Regions from separate parts of the Muntiacus reevesi genome. Here region 1 is linked to region 2. The links are chromatin contacts, called in public Hi-C maps. All regions are on one chromosome and are shown on one strand. The core of a region is the stretch at or near the end of the contact, and the rest is flanking DNA. Distances in the headings are between cores, read along the strand shown.

Evidence for each region. A called contact is a pair of places that touch in the nucleus more often than the background predicts.
Region 1: a Hi-C map of muscle shows a contact between it and region 2, with 15 times the contacts expected there. The contact joins the promoter of DDX18 here to the promoter of INSIG2 in region 2. A contact is called at or near these places in 2 of 3 Hi-C or Micro-C datasets (blood and muscle).

What each region holds. Positions count from the first base shown.
Region 1 is chr3:203,632,859-203,638,150 of mMunRee1.1, forward strand. It overlaps DDX18 (DEAD-box helicase 18), which reads right to left and starts at 2,513. Exons shown (of 14, transcript XM_065931406.1): 1 at 2,357-2,513; 2 at 142-699. The coding sequence starts at 2,441.
Region 2 is chr3:203,374,988-203,380,246 of mMunRee1.1, forward strand. It overlaps INSIG2 (insulin induced gene 2), which reads right to left and starts at 3,500. Exons shown (of 6, transcript XM_065931404.1): 1 at 3,220-3,500.

The DNA of each region.
Region 1 (5,292 bases), core at 1,263-3,762, 260 kb after region 2:
TCTAAATGAAAGTACCCCTCTTCCCCCATCCTGGACATTCTACTCACTAGGGAATTAATGTTCCATTTATTCAGAGAAGAAAGGCAGAATGATAACTTGAAAAACTTAATGGCTTAAGTTAAAAAAAGAAAAAGTACATACCAGGCCCCGCATCATCCACTATTTTTCTCTTTTTCTTCTTCTTCTTCTTTTTTGATTCTGAATTGGGACACTGCATTGCTGCTTCTCCGCTGGTCAACGTGGCAGATTTCTTGGAGGCTTTCTTAACTTTGACATTTTCCCCTGTTTCTTTAGATACATCTCCATTTGGGGCTTCTGACATGTCTGTATTTACAGACTCTTTCATGGATTTTTTAACTTTGACATTTTCCATGGCTTCTTTAGATAGGTCTCCATTGTTGGCTTCTGACAAGTTTCCATTCATAGACTGTTTTCGGGACTTTTTTACTTTTCCACCTACTCCTGCTTCTTCAGATATGTCTCCATTTTGGGCTTCTGACAACCCAGCACTCATAGGTTGTTTCAGGGATTTTTTGACTTTTCTGCTTCCTACTGTTTGTTTAGCTATATCTCCATTTTGGCCTTCTGACAAGCCCACATTCACAGACTGCTTTAGGGACTTTTTAACTTTTCCATCTCCCACTGTTTCTTCAGACACATCTCCATTTTGAATTTCTGACAGACTCACAGCTGAGGCACCTGTTTAAAAACAGAAAACATTGTGACAAAGGAGAGGCTTGCTTAGAAACCCTGGAATCCCTAACGAAATGCCGTGGCTTCCAGTACTGAAATGATCTAGCTTTTACTTCCCTGTTATGAACATTAAAATGAGTTCCAATTTTACAGTGTTTCACTGCAGGACAAGTAAATTAAAAACAGGGAGAGAACATGGCATTGATTTTTTAACTTCAGAAAACCATCTCTCTGTTCATAAGGAGTTAAAAGTCTTAAAGAAGAAACCTATGGGGCCAAACAACGGTACTTAAAAAACATACACATTAGGTATTTGATAAATCTACTTTCTTAGATGTCAGTGAATTGAAAATTCTGTTCATGAAACTACTTATTTGCCTTGATATTTATTGTATATAAATGCCTAACAATGTTTTACAAGTTTCTGTTTATACATTGACAGAGTACCATCTTTTGTTACCTTAAACTACCAAGAAGTCAGCAATGCTTTGTTATTCCATAGGAAATGTAAACACTAGAGAACTTCAAAAACATTCCTAAAATTCACACACTTGTTCCCTCCTCCAGGATTTCTTTCAATCAACTCATCTTTGTAGAAAATCAACTAGTGTAAGGCAGTATGCCTCCAACACTGCCCTAGGGGGTGGGTCTTAAGTCTAACAGGGCAGAGGTCCCCAACCTCTGGGATCTAATGCCTGATGATCAGAGGTGGGAGCTGATATAACAATAACAGAAATAAAGTGCGCAATAAATGTAATTCGGGCTTGAATCATTCGGACCGCCCGCCTCCACCTCCCCCCACCCCTCACCGTGAAAAACTGTCTCTCATGAAACCAGTTCCTGGTGCCAAAAAGGTTAGGGACCGCTGTTATACAGGACCTAAAAAAAGGCTAACATAACTAACTTCAGGATGTCTGCTCCACCGTAAGAAAGTTAGGACTGCAACCGAGGCAGGTAAAGTGACATTCAGGTAAAATGCTTTTCAATAGTCTTTGTTCTGGACACAAATACGCAGAAGCTCCTAAGAAATGTATAATTTGAAGTTAGGGAAGACGGGAAGACGGCACGAGCAAATGCATCACGCCTATGACCGTTCATGAGACACTTTAGGAGATGAACTTCTGCAGGAGTCGAGACAAGAGTGCAGGTAGGTAGGCGAAAACAAGGGTACCAGGTATGTCTGTGAAATGAGTGACACCCAGCTTGTTTTGAAACGATACACACACGAGATAGATGATGTGAATGGAAGATGCGCGGGGATGAGAAAGTCCCACGTGTCTGCTGGGAGATGGGGGCTGGGGATGAGGTGGACCCTAGAGACCGTGAAGGAGTCGGAATAGGGAGGGTGGAAGTGGGGCAGCCTTGTTCAGCTAGAAGCACAGCTGGAAAGAAAATCAGCCGGGGTCCTGTCCGTGTTCTGAAAGGAGAAACTGCTGTTGAAAGGTCAGGGGCAGATCTGGGGCAACGCGGCGTCGGCACCTGCGCTGGGCCCGAATGGAGGCTGCCCCGGGTTGCCTGTCCCCGTTCCCCAAGCACGCGTGCTCTGGGGGAAGCTGCCAGCGCCACTCGTAGTCAGCAGCGCCGCTCGGTGCCGGAGCGGGCCTCGGCCCACGTGCCGGCTCCCTCCGCAACCCGGGCCGCCGAGAGGTTCAGCGCATCTCACCCTGGAGCTTCAGGTTTCGTTGTCGCAATTTGAGGTTCCGCTTCTCGATCTTCCTGCGTAAAAGTTTCATCGGTAAATGAGACATGTTGCCGGTAAAGGGCCTTCAACGCGGCGCCACGGCCCAGCTTTTCGGCTCTCCCAAGTGACGTTAGTTCCTCTTGAGTCACACGTGCGCAGTGCGGCCAGCCGGAAATGCGTCATGGGACCACCCCTGGTGCGTAGAGGAAATGGGTCCCGGGTGGAAATGCTTCCGGGCGCGCGCGCCGTCCTACACTTGTGGAGAAAGGATTCTGTGTGGCGCCCTCTCGGGGAAAAGAGGCGCGGCCCCGCACGGGGTTCCCATTGTATCCGAGCCAGTAGCGCGCACCCCGGCTACTTGACTTTGTTTTCGCTTCCCTGGGCGAAGAGTGAAGAATCAAGGCCATAGGGAGTCTACATTCTCCATTCTGTTCCTATTCTTTTCGGATTCTGGACGATTTAAATCGAGTAATACCTAAGTCTCACGCATAAGTGTTTCCAAACTTGTTGACCACTCTCCTTGGTGAGAAATACACTCACTTTCTATGTCACTTGCTACCCAGCAATGTACATATAACATTCTCCAAACAATCTAACTCGTTTCACTCTTATGTTTTTACTTTGATACCACTCATCCCATCCTAAATCCTGAGTCCATTAAATATTCTGATTAGTGTGCATTAAAATTGATTCTACTGCTCTACTAATTGATTGGCTGCAGTTTGAAAATTTCAGGTTTAAAACCCTCAAAGCTTACACGCACAGACCCTTTAGAAGTGCTGAACAGAAATTACAATCTGATTGGCTAGTAGACGTGTGTGTGTGTGTGTGTGTGTGTGTGTGTGTGTGTGTGTGTGTGTGTGTGTAGAGGAGGTACATTAAAAAAAAAAGGTTACTAACATTAAAAATTGGGGCTAATTCATGGAGAAATTCATATTTTTTCTCTAAAAATTGGTCTTAATGGGCTCAAATTCCTCTTGGCAATAATCAGTTTGAGTTGAACAATAATTGGAAGAGTTGATGAAAGCCAACAAAAGTCCGTCTAGTCATGTATGGATGTGAGAGTTGGACTATAAAGAAAGTTGAGTGCTGAAGAATTGGTGCTTTTGAACTGTGGTGTTGGAGAAGACTCTTGAGAGCCCCTTGGACTGCAAGGAGATCCAACCAGTCCATCCTAAAGGAGATCAGTCTTGGGTGTTCATTGGAAGGACTGATGCTGAAGCTGAAACTCCAGTACTTTGGCCACGTCATTGGGAGAATTGACTCACTGGAAAAGACCCTGATGCTGGGAGGGATTGGGGGCAGGAGGAGAAGGGCACGACAGAGGATGAGATGGCTGGATGGCATCACCAACTCGATGGGAGTTGGTGATGGACAGGGAGGACTGGTGTGCTGCGATTCATGGGGTTGCAAAGAGTCAGACACAACTGAGCAACTAAACTGAGCTGAATGAAAGCTAGAATCATTTGTTTGGTGGAGTGGCAGGACCTGAGCTAGTAGGGATTAGACATAATTATAGGGAAGAAGGGAGAGGAAGAAAACTTGGGAGGGAGTTCAAACAGAATGTAAACAAATTGAGAAATCAGATTGAATTGAATTGGACTAGAAAACAACAGCAACCCATGATGTGCTTAAGTTGTTACTGATTAGGCAGGTTAAAGAATGAATCAGAAATTTAAACTGGCACACACACACAGATATATACACACACATGTCTCAGTTTACATATATATATGTATACATACATATATATATAGTGAAGGAAAGTTACACAGCTCAAAATAACCCCCTCTCAGTCCTCCCCACCATTCTATGCAAAACAACGAACTCTCTCACCTGAAGAAAAAAATGGACATTAAGGTTGATTACACCCAGCTCCCAGCCTGTCCAGCCTGTGGTGGATCTCCAGAATCCCTTGCCCCAGCCATTTGAGAGAGAACTAATCCGAACAACCTTGGAGAAGAACGGGCCCCCTGAAGACAGTGGATTTCCACATATATGCCTATATATACTTTTTTCTTGGGTTAGTGCAGCAGCTCATTAATGCGGCCCCTTCTGGCCTCATTAAAGGTGATCTGGTCCTGTAAAGTGCTGGGCGTGTTCTTTTTCTGAACCTCGCCTTCTCTGACTCCCTTACCCTGCATATGGCAGTTTATATAGATGTGTATTAGTTTAAATATATTCATATATATATATTATACTGTTTATATTTTATTTTTTTGTATATTATGAAGTTTTGACATATTAAAAAGCCTTTTCTGACTGAACAGATTGCTCCTTTGGGGACTAGCCAATTTTTAGAGATATAGCAAAGGACTTAGCCAAGAGCATGCCTATAACATGCAAACTAACTAATGCAGAGCTCTACTTCTTCCATCTGGCTTGTGTACCCCCTGGAGACAATATTTCTCTACCTTAACCATCCCAGAGCCAGGCTCCAAGCAACTAGGGGCCACTCCCATAGATTGTGTACGTGCATGCTCAGTCACTCAGTTGTGTCTGACTCTTTGCAACCCCGTGGCCTGTAGCCCACCAGGCTCTTCTCTCCATGGGATTCTCCAGGCAGGAATACTGGGGTGGGTTGCCATTTTCTTCTCCAGGGATCTTCCCGACCTTGGGATTGAACTCGTGCCTCCTGCAAGGCAGGCAGATTCTTTACTGTTAAGCCAGCTGGGAAGCCCCTGCTACAGCTTACATCTGATTAGATTATCCAAACCAGTCAACTGCAAACTGTTTATTTTGCATTGCCAGGCTTTTCCTGAAGAACAACCAGTGAAGACTGTGGCCGACACCCTCCCTTTGGCCTGCTGCTTCTGCCTGTGTGGGGCGCTGGTCCTTTCCCGTGTGGCCCTGCATGGTCTGGCGTACCTCCTGATTCTAGTACCAGTGAGTACAATAACGTTTGTTTTCTTGACCCG
Region 2 (5,259 bases), core at 2,250-4,749:
CAATTTCTGGTTGCTTGGAACTGCCCTCAGGATTACAAAACATTGAGCAACCCTGGCTCGTGCCCACCAAATGCCAGCGCATGCCCCCTCCCCACCTGGAGAAAACTAAAAGTGGCCTTACGTATCTCCAACCACCCAAACACCCACAGGGAAGCAAGGCGCTCCCACCGAGAGCCACTGACTGCCAGACTCCTTCCTCATTCTATTTCAAGGCTGCTAGAGACTTTCTACACTATTTATGTTATTCTGCCACAGCTGTTTATTCAATCTTTCCTGAAAGTGCTTGTTTATAGTTTCCTACTTCACCACGAAAGTATTTTTTTTTTTTTTTAAATAACACAACACTGGTCTGATGTTTATTTGAAAAGTTTTTTCCAGCTACTTTTTTAAGACCAAAAAGCTAATTTTGTGACTACATAATAATACAATAGCATATAATTTCTGGAGACAAAAATAAAAGTTAAAATGCTTTAGAATCACACTATCCTAGAATTTAAGAAATGGAAGGGAACTGGGAGTTCATCTATTTCAGGGGGTATGTTAAGTCTGATGCAAAACAAAAGCAAAGAAGTTGTGCATATAAGCATTCTTCTGAGAAGAGAGTTTGGACATTTTTACATTAAGTTCTCAAAAAAAAAAACAAACCATGATCCAAAAGAAGTTAAGGATCAGTGATCTAACAGTTTCCTGGCAAAGCAAATGAGACCCAAAGTGGTTAAGTGAAGTGACAAGATCAAGAAAGTATATACCAGATCTTCCTATGACAAACAAGTATAACTCCTAGAAATGGCCAGACTGACTCATCAAAGGGATAAAACATTCAACACCCCCTACTACACAACAATTAAGTTCCCAAAAAAGCATGTTTATAATAGTCACTCTTTAGGGGAGTAGGTTATTTTAAAGTGAAAGCTCTTGAAATAAGTATCCTTAATAATGTTTTATTACTTTTTAAAACACATTTTAAAGTTCGGTTTTCTGATTATGGATTGATCATATCTTCCTAAAGTGTATCTATATCTTTAAATGTTACTATTACATCAATGATAAATTCGATTCTGAAAAAATTTTTAAACACCTATATTTGAAAACTTTAGGTTACCGAAGAAATATCTTTCTGATCAAGAAGTCTCCGGTATAAAAATACCACTTAAAAGATAATACCTCAATAGATCCTCAACAATAATCCTAGTAAGTAGGCAGGTGTTTTTAAATCCTTAACCTTTTCTATTTTACAAAATAGCATAGGTTAAGCAACCTTCTGCAAGTATAAAACTGTTGCCAGGTAGTACCTGGACTGGCCCCAAGCACGCTGGCTGCTGGCTCCCTGTCCAGAGTGCTTCCAGCACAATTGCCTTTTCTAAAAACAGCATACAAAAACAATTTAGTGCCACACAAGAAATAATTTTTAAAGCCATTTTTTAAGGAAAAAAAAAAACTTTTTTTCCCCAAAAATTGACAAAGAAGAAACTACCACAGAACATGAAAAATTCTACTTTAAGCTCCTGACCTACACTTTCTATAGAGTACATTACTGAACAAAAAGAAAAATAGTTCAAATAGTTTGGATAGATCAATAACAAATCATCAAAATTGGGAAACATTACTCCCAGTCTATGGCTGCCAATCAATGGGTTATTATTACCATCAGATAAATAAAACAGTGTTGTAACTGATTCTCCGCTTTGTGGATGAAAATCAAAGTTTACATTTGCCACTGAAAACACATCCGGGCAATAGGCATTTGAAAACAAATACACAAAAAAAATCTTCTGAAGAACCGATTAAGAATCAATTGTATTTTAACAATTGCAACACCCTCAAAACCAAACAAGATCATTAGTCTTCAGAGGAAGAGCAGTCACAGAAGTGTGTTTATTACCCTGTCTCTTCAGGTACTTAGGTCAGAAAGGTTACTAAATAATAAAATTAAATTACTACCTTCCACTTTCTTATCCTATGCTCTAGTAATTACAAAGGCATTCTCAGAATAGAATAAATGTCACAATTAGGAAAAACACAAATCAATGAAACTCTCCTTTAAAAAAAAAGCATACAGATGTGATTCATAGGCTACGGACACTAAGAACTTCTAGGAAGAAAAACATGTTGGCCTTGAAGACCCTGCAGCTCATCTTTCCTATCAACATTAAAATCCAAACACAGAAACTATTAAGCAATATTTGCATCCCATTCCTGCTTTTAAATAACAAATCTCAGTCCATAAAAAGGTTACTCCATCATTTCAGAATAATTTTCTGATAACAATGCAAATAAGCAGATAAGCTCTGTCCTTAAAGTACTGAACTTCTTTCCGCCATTTGTAGAAGCAACAGTTGTCAGTTTAAAAAGAATTAACCTCTTTTCCCAAATAAACATACATGATTCATAGCTTGGTCACTTTATATCAGATATGTACTGAGAACTGTAACAAAACACTACTCAACCTATTGTCCAGAGAAAGAGGGAACAGGAAGAGTACATGGCTATTAAGGGGGGAAAGGAGGGGGGATATTAATGGGGTCCCTCCATTCATTTTCACTCAACTGTTCCCTATCAAGGCCAAATCCCACAATGAGAAGATACAAGCTGGCCACTGCCAGGCTGCCTTCACTTCTCCCGAACCCAAGGCTGGAGCCTGACTTCCCTGCAACCCTCAGTTCCACTGCAATACTGATCCCTGCCAGTCTCAGTGGCCCAGCTGTCAGGACTATTCATTCCTTCTTGAAGCATTTCCTCAATAACCCTACAGAATAGTCAGCTCTCCTTGGTATATTTTCCTAGACTATCTAGCTAACGCCATACTTCACTAACTTTTTGCCAATGCTAACTGAACACGGGTCGTTGTCACTTAAGTTTTAGCACCCTTTCCCCCTCGTCCCCCATTATACCCACACTGCTTTCCTTTTCCAGATTGCCAATTTTCAGTGACCAAGCCTAAAATCTCGGAAACTATCACCAACTGACTTCTAGGTCCTGGCAAGAGTTCTCTTTGGCTTTCCCTCACACCTACTCCAGAGGTCTCCAATTAAAATCCAAAATGCCAAAGTCCCACTCCTCAACCCAATATCTACAAACCTTTTGGCGGATTATAAGCGTGCTATCAATACAATACCAACCTTTCCAGATCCTTTCCCCTCCTAAACCTGAGTCTGGTCTCCTTGGCTACGAGCCTACCAAGTCCTGACAGCTCTCAGCTTGACAGCTCGCCGACCCTACCCCTTCAAATCTCCGGGGTCGCCCTTCCCGCCGTCCGCCTGCCTTCTTTCCGCCCGGGCACTCTTCCACTGTCCAGGGAGTCTCGGCCTCTCCTAGGCCCTCTCCCTGACCCAGCCGTCCCCTTCCGGATCTCGCCGACCCTCCTCCAGGTAAGCGGAGCCCCTCGTCCTTCAGGCCCCATCTGTGGTCCTGGCTCCTCACACTTGCCAGGAGGGTTCCCAGGTTGCAAAAATGCAAGCGATTCCTCTCCCCGACGGCACCCCTTTCCTCAGGCTCTTTTCCTCAGCATCAAGTCACCGGCGCTTCCCCAGGGGACCCCAACTCACCCCCGCCTCCGCCATCTTCTGGGACCGGCCCCCGCCCCCCTCCGCCGCTTCCTTCTCCCCTCCCACAACTCCGCCCGCGCTCCACTGCGCCTGTGCGGTCGACGCTCAGACGCTCAGACGATCGGGGCAGAATAACTTCCGGTTCCCACAGGCGCCAGGTGGAAGGCCGGAGAGCCGGGGCAAAAGAACTTCCGGTCTCCACGGGGGTAGTGGCACCTGTAGGCGTGGACTGTCGATTGGTGGAGGCTACCAGATCAGCTGTTGTTTGCTGACCGGGCAGCCGTGGGTTGTGAGGATTGCCCAGACCCTGTGGGCGGTGCCAGAGAATCGCGCAGCTACTCACGCAGACCCTTGGCGCGTCTCTCTGCTCCGAGCTGAAACCGGAGTTCTGGAGCGCAGGGTCGCTGGTCCCCCTGCTAGGGATGCTGACAGTATCTTTTGTGATTTCGCCGACCTTTATTCTTTACCTTTTTTCGTTCCCTTCTAAAGTCATTACTTCTTTGGGGAGAGAGCATAATTGATAATTCTCTCTTCTCCATCCCACAGCACTTTATGCGGCATTCATTAATAATCGTTCCCCAAGTTTGACCAGGTAAAGCGGTTTGGGGACAGTTTTCATAGGAAGAGTTTTTGAGGTTTACAGCGAAGTAGATTTTGCGAAGTACAATACAAACTACTAAGAGGAAAATGCAAAGTAGAGAAATTACAGCCTTTTATTTGTCAGAAGTAGTATCATAATATGATTGTGGTCAGGTTACAATGTTCTTGTGGAAAGTTTTTTACATGAAGTTTGGGCCTCGAATTATTGTTTAAGAGCTGTGCAAAGGAGTGTTAATTGGTGAAATTCCTTTGTATTTTTTTTTTTTTTTACTTTGAGCTGATTAATGATACTTACTATGTTTCTGACCTTTTTATGGATACGTTTATTTCTGAAAAATTTGAAGGCGTCATTAAATTTGCACCAGAATACACCTAAGCAAGTATTTACATGGCCTTTCTTATTTTCTCTATGGCCTTTCTTATTTTCTCTAATGTTTCCTAAAGGTGGTAAATTCTCCTGTAGGTTTTCACACTACCAGTAGGGAAAAAAAAAATGGATAAGGGTGAATTATACTGAATGGATGAGCAATTTTTAAAAGAAAAGAGAAAAGCACCCAGAAAAGAGACAGTAACTTCAAAATGTCCTTACATCTGGGGCCCTCTTTAAAGCAGCATGAGTCCTATTCATCAAGGTTTTGCCTTTTTCAAACACTTCAAAATTGTCTTCAAGAAATTGCTTATGGAAAATTTTATCCTGGAGAGGCTTTTGTTTTAGTTTAAATATTTATTGATTTCAAGAAGAAACTAGACCTAAAAAGCAAGAACCATGTGGCACCAATTCCTAAGTTTCTTACATCCAACACAGTCATTCCTATTGTGGTATAGAGCAGAATACAAAGTCCTCAGAAGAAATACAGAGAACCACTGTCTTCTGATTAAGTTTGGGGACAGTTTTCATAGATTATAAGGAGGCAGATATTATGGGGCTGTGCATTCTGATGAGAGCTCAGAGATGGGAAAACTTGAAATAGATGATGGGGCCTGGTGCATGGACAGATATCTTTTTTTTTTTTTTGGACAGATGTCTTAAGACATGAGATCTGAATGTCATACTCATAAATTTGGACTAAGCATTTGTTATTATCATGGAAACATGAAAATCACAAATTACTTG